2 separate regions of the Salmo salar genome follow, and region 1 is linked to region 2. The links are chromatin contacts, called in public Hi-C maps. All regions are on one chromosome and are shown on one strand. Each heading gives the region's core, a stretch centred on a gene start, on an enhancer-like site or on the middle of the called end of the contact. The rest is flanking DNA. Distances are from core to core; before and after follow the strand shown. Region 1 holds the start of rab3gap1 (RAB3 GTPase activating protein subunit 1). Region 2 holds the start of LOC106586313 (UBX domain-containing protein 4).

Evidence for each region. A called contact is a pair of places that touch in the nucleus more often than the background predicts.
Region 1: a contact with region 2 is called in a Hi-C map of muscle, with 5 times the contacts expected there. The contact joins the promoter of rab3gap1 here to the promoter of LOC106586313 in region 2. A contact is called at or near these places in 2 of 3 Hi-C or Micro-C datasets (gill and muscle).

What each region holds. Positions count from the first base shown.
Region 1 is chrssa25:19,292,093-19,295,287 of Ssal_v3.1, forward strand. It overlaps rab3gap1 (RAB3 GTPase activating protein subunit 1), which reads right to left and starts at 1,724. Exons shown (of 24, transcript XM_014173465.2): 1 at 1,631-1,724; 2 at 1,479-1,534. The coding sequence starts at 1,648. LOC106586309 (FAST kinase domain-containing protein 3, mitochondrial) reads left to right here and starts at 2,201. Exons shown (of 6, transcript XM_014173463.2): 1 at 2,201-2,327; 2 at 2,569-3,195. The coding sequence starts at 2,609.
Region 2 is chrssa25:19,088,782-19,091,781 of Ssal_v3.1, forward strand. It overlaps LOC106586313 (UBX domain-containing protein 4), which reads right to left and starts at 1,671. Exons shown (of 13, transcript XM_045707428.1): 1 at 1,492-1,671; 2 at 848-950; 3 at 689-717. The coding sequence starts at 1,573.

The DNA of each region.
Region 1 (3,195 bases), core at 474-2,973, 200 kb after region 2:
GCCTGGCTCGCAGTCGGCGTTCCAATTAATCCCAAAGGTGTTCAATGGGTTGAGGTCAGGGCTCTGTGCAGGCCAGTCAAGTTCTTCCACACCGATCTCGACAAACCATTTCTGTATGGACCTCGTTTTATGCACGGGGGCATTGTCATGCTGAAACAGGAAAGGGCCTTCCCCAAACTGTTGCCACAAAGTTGGAAGCACAGAACCGTTTAGAATGTCATTGTATGCTGTAGCATTAATATTTCCATTCACTGGAACTAAGGGGCCTAGCCCGAATCATGAAAAACAGCCCCAGACCATTATTCCCCCGCCACCAAACTTTTGTTGGTTGGCACTATGCATTGGAGCAGGTAGCATTCTCCTGGCATCCGCCAAACCTAGATTCGTCCGTCGGACGGCCAGATGGTGAAGTGTGATTCATCACTCTAGAGAACGTGTTTCCACTGCTCCAGAGTCCAATGGTAGCGAGCTTTACACCACTCCAGCCGACGCTTGGCATTGAGCATGGTGATCTTAGGCTTGTGTGCGGCTGCTCGGCCATGGAAACTCAATTCATGAAGCTCCCGACTGACAGTTCTTGTGCTGACGTTGCTTCCAGAGGCAGTTTAGTGTTGCAACTGAGGACAGATGATTTTAACATGCTACGCGCTTCTGCGGTCCTGTTCTGTGAGATTGTATGGCCTACCACTTCGTGGCTGAGCAGTTGCTGCTCCTAGACATTTCCACTTCACAATAACAGCACTTACAGTTGACTGGGACAGCTCTAGGAGGGCAGAAATTTGATGAACTGACTTGTTGTAAAGGTGGCATCCTATAATGGAATGTCCCTGAGCTCTTCAGTACAGGCCATTCTACTGCCAATGTTTGTCTAGGGAGATTGCATGGCGTAGGGCTCAATGTTATACACCTGTCAGCAAAGGGTGTGGCTGAAATAACAGAATCCACTCATTTCAAGTGTGTCCACGTGTATGTAGGGCTCTGCTGAGCTGTCAACATTGGTAAGCACGGTTGCCATCTTTCGCAATCCTGATGTGACAGGACAGGTAGCTTATGGGTAAGCCACTAACAAAACCCTTACAAAAAATATTGCCGTTTTGAAACTGCAGTAAAAGTGAAGTAACTGCAGTCGACTGTGGTATTTTTGACACAGTAATTGCAGAATAACTGCAGTGTACTGCACTGTAACTGCAGTTGTACTGCAATATTTCTTCGTGAAGGAATGCAATGCAAACCAGCATAGCTAGCCGATTGAGCAAGTGATTGACAGCACAAGACAGGAGACGAGAACGTTGTCTGCCATATACTCAGCATATTATGCTAGCTATATGGAACAGGCGAACTATATTTGGCCAGCCATGAATAGCTTCTAATCCAATTCTTCCATCTAGTCTGAGTCTGATGATGATTCACAACTAATGTTACTGTTGTTGTTAGCTAAAGCTAATTTAGCTAGCCAGAGATCTCCAGTATCCACCTACCTCTCCCACTCCGACGCGGTGGTAAAATCCGTGATCTCGAAGACCTCCGACTCGGGCTGCAAAGGAAATAACGTTAACATCCAATATTTTCTAAACATTGTTAATATCATGCAATGTTTACTTTATAAACTGTACACCAGTACTGTACTCACGTCACTGTCAGCCGCCATTATGAATCCCTGTTTATGATTTTTGCCGTCCGTTGCATTATGGGATTCTTGTCGACGGAGTCTCTTCCGCAATTAATCAATGACGTCACCGGATTTGACACGTTTTACACCAAAAAAAGCTTTTGACACAAGGCTCGTGCTTTGAACCACTCGTAATGCAAATGGTCAATTTACCTTCATTCGAATCCTTTGTTTTAAATTCCTTTCTTTAATGCAGTTTAATTTGTTCATCTAGTAGTAACAGTAGTAGAAAAATATATCTTACTTTACAACTTAGTCTTGGAATTACTATCAGTCTGCATATTGTCAAACACTCAAATAAGATCAAATCAAATGTTATTTATCACATGCGCAGAATACAAGTGTAGCCCTTACAGAGAAATGCTTACTTACAAACCCTTAACCAACAATGCAGATACTTACAAGCCCTTAACCAGTTTTTGCAGATACAATTATTGCTTTGATACATATTGTAATATATTTGTTACTAAAGGTGATATGATGACATAATAATAAGCCAAATTGGAGACATGAAATGCCTTCATGGACACATGTTGCCAGCAGATGGCAGCAAATAGTGACACATGTGACATTACACAAGGTATTTACCGAACACACAACTCCAGTTCCGTAAGTGCCCGTGACTCGTCAGTTCTTCCAATTTATTCGAACCGAGGAGGTAAGCAATCTACACATTTAAAGAAAAAAATATTAACTGTGCTCAAAAGCTAATGATGATGTAAGGTAGGCAATGTCTTTTACTGTAATTTTCATTCGGCATTTTACCAAAAGTGAAAGAGTGCTGTGTGTTTTTGGTGCTAAAGAAGGTACTGTAACAAACTGGACTGCAATGTAATTAATGAAGTATAATAATGTTTCTGCATGCATAATAACACAATTTCATTTTCTTATTATTCTAGCTTCCACTGTAATTCAGAGGAAGATTACATCATTTCAATCATGAAGTCAGTTGTCAGCATTTCTTCCTCAGTTAGGGCTGTGTGTCAGTATTCTCCCAACTATTTCATGACTAGTAGTCGGGGATTAATACGTCACTCAAATTCATCTGGAAGAATATTGAAATCGGACGTTTCTTGTAAAACCAGAATGGCACAACCATGTGTAAAAAGTACTTTAGGCTGCTTCCATAACACACGTGAGATGGGGGCGGTGGCGCAACAGTTAAGTAACCTCCCATTTGCAGAAGAGAAAGACTACGAATTAAGGGTTCACCTGGAGAAAGACCTTTTGCCCAAAACAGCTGGACAGCCTTCCATTGACACCCAATTAGGAACCAGTGCTTCACCAACAAAACTAGGGCACTTAAAAGTGGTGCCACTTTCTGTCAAATCCCTTTTTGAGGTTGAGGTTTTACCTGAGTTGTTAACACGTTTGAAAGAAGCTCCCAGCAATGAGAAAACTGAGGGTCTGGCAACTTTACTGGGAGTATGTGTTGAGTTTGGTGTGGACTATCAAAGTTCAATTGTCTCCAGATTGAAAGAGGAGTGGAGGACACACCTCTCCAAAACAGACATTGGGGTCATTCA
Region 2 (3,000 bases), core at 421-2,920:
GTGAAAATTGAATTTAATCAGAAGCCACTGACAGATTTCTGGATAGGGCTGCGCTCAGAGTTTCTTGCTTTGGCAAATCGCGCTGTTAAGACACTGATGCCCTCTGCAACCACGTACCTATGCGAGAGTGGATTCTGAGCCCTCACTAGCATGAAAACGAAATACAGGCACAGACCGTGTGGAAAATGATTTAAGACAGACTCTCTCCAATACAACCCAACATTGAAGAGTTATGTGAATCCTTTCAAGCACACCCTTCTCATTAACCTATGGTGAGTTATTCACAATTTCTTATGAACAAATAAGGTTTTATATGTAAGATGGCTAAATAAAAGAGCAAAATTATTGATTATATTATTATTTGTTCCCTGTCCTATAAGGGCTTTGTCGTCACTTCCCACGAGCCAGGTTGTGACAAAAAGTTACACTCATTCTTATGTTTAATAAATGTATTGTATAGTGTTTGTGTGTAGCAGGCTTACAATGATGGCAAAACACAACATTTGAGAGTGCGCTAACCCTGGTGCTAGAGGGGGTACGCAGCTGGAGGTCGAACGTTTGAAGGAATACGGACTATAAAAGGTTTGGGAACCACTGATCTAGAATATGTCTGAAAGACAAAGCTTTAGGGAAATCAAGCCTTAGGGACCACAAACACAACAAAGAACCCTTTGGAGAGGAAGGATACAGATTTGGGAGAACTGTGTGCATGTCTCACTGCAAGAAAAGAAAAACATTAAACATAAAATGCATCACATTTGTTAGTATTTCCATTTTGATAGTGCTGTACAGAAAGAGTGTACATCATATCCACACAAGTTTAGGAGGATTCCATTATAAAGGCTACCTCTTGGAATCAACCTTGATTGCAACACAGCAGTTACAGGAGGCCTCGGCCACTCTGTCGTCCTCCCAACTGGACATCATTTGTCCTGACACCTCATCGTCGCCTAGTAGAGAACAAGAATGTCAGCTTCAGAAGTGGTGAATCACTCGTCCTACGACACTCAATGCCCAGTTCCCACAATACAAGTCTGTGGTGTTGGTGTAGCGGACTAAACTCCACTCCATGGTGAAGGAAGGAGTTTAGTCCGCTAGTGTTGGTGGTGACAGTCGCCATCCAGAATAATTGCGACTCGTTAGCTTGCCCGTCAGCCAGTTAAATTGTCAACTAGCGATTAACACACTAACGTTAGTAGGAAGCTAGCCAAAGCTAACTATCTAAATCGCATTAACTAACGTTAGTTAGCTGCGATTTGACAACTGTCATTCCTTTTCGTTTTGACAAGTTAGTATTGGCTACATCGACACTTCGAGTTTCATGTAGCCATGAACTACACACACGTATTTAACTAGTTAAATAGCTGACTGACAATGACAGGGCTCGTTTGCTCTCCCGAGCTTGAGTTTTATTCGCTACTACGGCGAATCTTTCGACTGGTTAGCTTTGCTAGCATACACATCTGCGCAAGCTAATCTACAAAACAATACCTGTTATTACGACGACGAAGATGGAGCTTTGTTGTTTTGCGGAGATAATGGCTGCTGGAATAGAGCCTTCAAACCAAATCATTTTTAATAAAATGTGTTGGCTTTTCCTGTTTAATCGTTTCAATCCTGTAAATGCCTAGAACGTTCAATCTCGTCACAGGAACTAACGGAGAATGATGGAAGTTGTAGTCCATAGATACGTATGCTTGCTTATGGGACTTGAAGTCCGTTCATTATGTCACCAAATTAACATTAGATGGCGCTGTGGTACTGATGAAGTAATTGGTGCAGATAACTAACTGTCCCCCACGAAGAACTCTGACGTGGACTGGATCTCGCTCAGTCCGTTTGTACATAGTCACACGAGATCTCAGTCACCACAGGTACGATTTTGACGAAATGTTGGTGAGATCCGGCATTTACAAAATTAAAGACTATATATTATAGTGACAAGATAGTCACATGACCACTATAACAATGGAAATAAAGTGCCACAGTATGAGTCATAATACCCTTAAAACCTAGAGGTCAAACAGGGAAATGGTTCCAATCGTTTTCCACCATTCATTCTTCCCATAGGGGTTCTTAAATACACTTAAAATAAGGGCTGTGTTTTGTGTAGGCTTACCCTGGCGTGACGTTTTGATAACTGTGTAAATCTCTCTGACTTTTATCAATATATTCGCCTTTATTTGTGCTACAAAATGAAACGCTAATTAGCTGATAATGTGGCTATCCTAAAGAACTAGAAATGCCATGATAATCTGGACAAGACTGCCGAAACGAGGCAAAGGTAAGAATCTCTGAAATTAACTAATGTTAGATAAATGTAGTAATGAATAAATTGGCTACATCTCTTTAAATTGGCAATTCTGTGAACTGTCTTGTGCAAGTTTTAAATGGACACAATACCTGTTAGCAAAGGTGTCAATTAGAGATGATGCGCAGGAGCCTGCAGGGATTTGTATGATGTCTGTTTTGATGCCAATTAATATTTTCGAATCTGAGAGTAAATACAGCCGAATATATTGATGTCACCTTGTCCGACATAAATGTACATGGTTATCAAAACGTCACATCAGGGTAAGCCCACACGAAACACAGCCCTTATTTTAAGTGTTTCTAAAAAAAACCTATGGGAAGAATGAATGGTAGAAAACGATTGGAACCATTTCCCTGTTTGACCACTAGGTTTTATGACACCTCCACTGTGGGGCTCTATACATGTCATCAACGATGGAAGGCAGGCGGGAGGCGAGATCAGGTGGGACCATTCTAGCCCATGAGAGGGCAGATGCGTGTGTGAACATGCCATAGAGATAGATAGGACTAATTTTTGTATCTGTGCCAGTATCGCGTCTGTAACACATGGGCAGTGCCATTAAGGCTATCTCCATTTTAAAGTAGTACATTTTCTTCTTCATTGGCTGATTGCTCCCAACTTGTAGAAATCCCCATCGAGTAGACTACTTTAAAATGGTGGAAGCCCTCAATGGCATTGTCCATTTG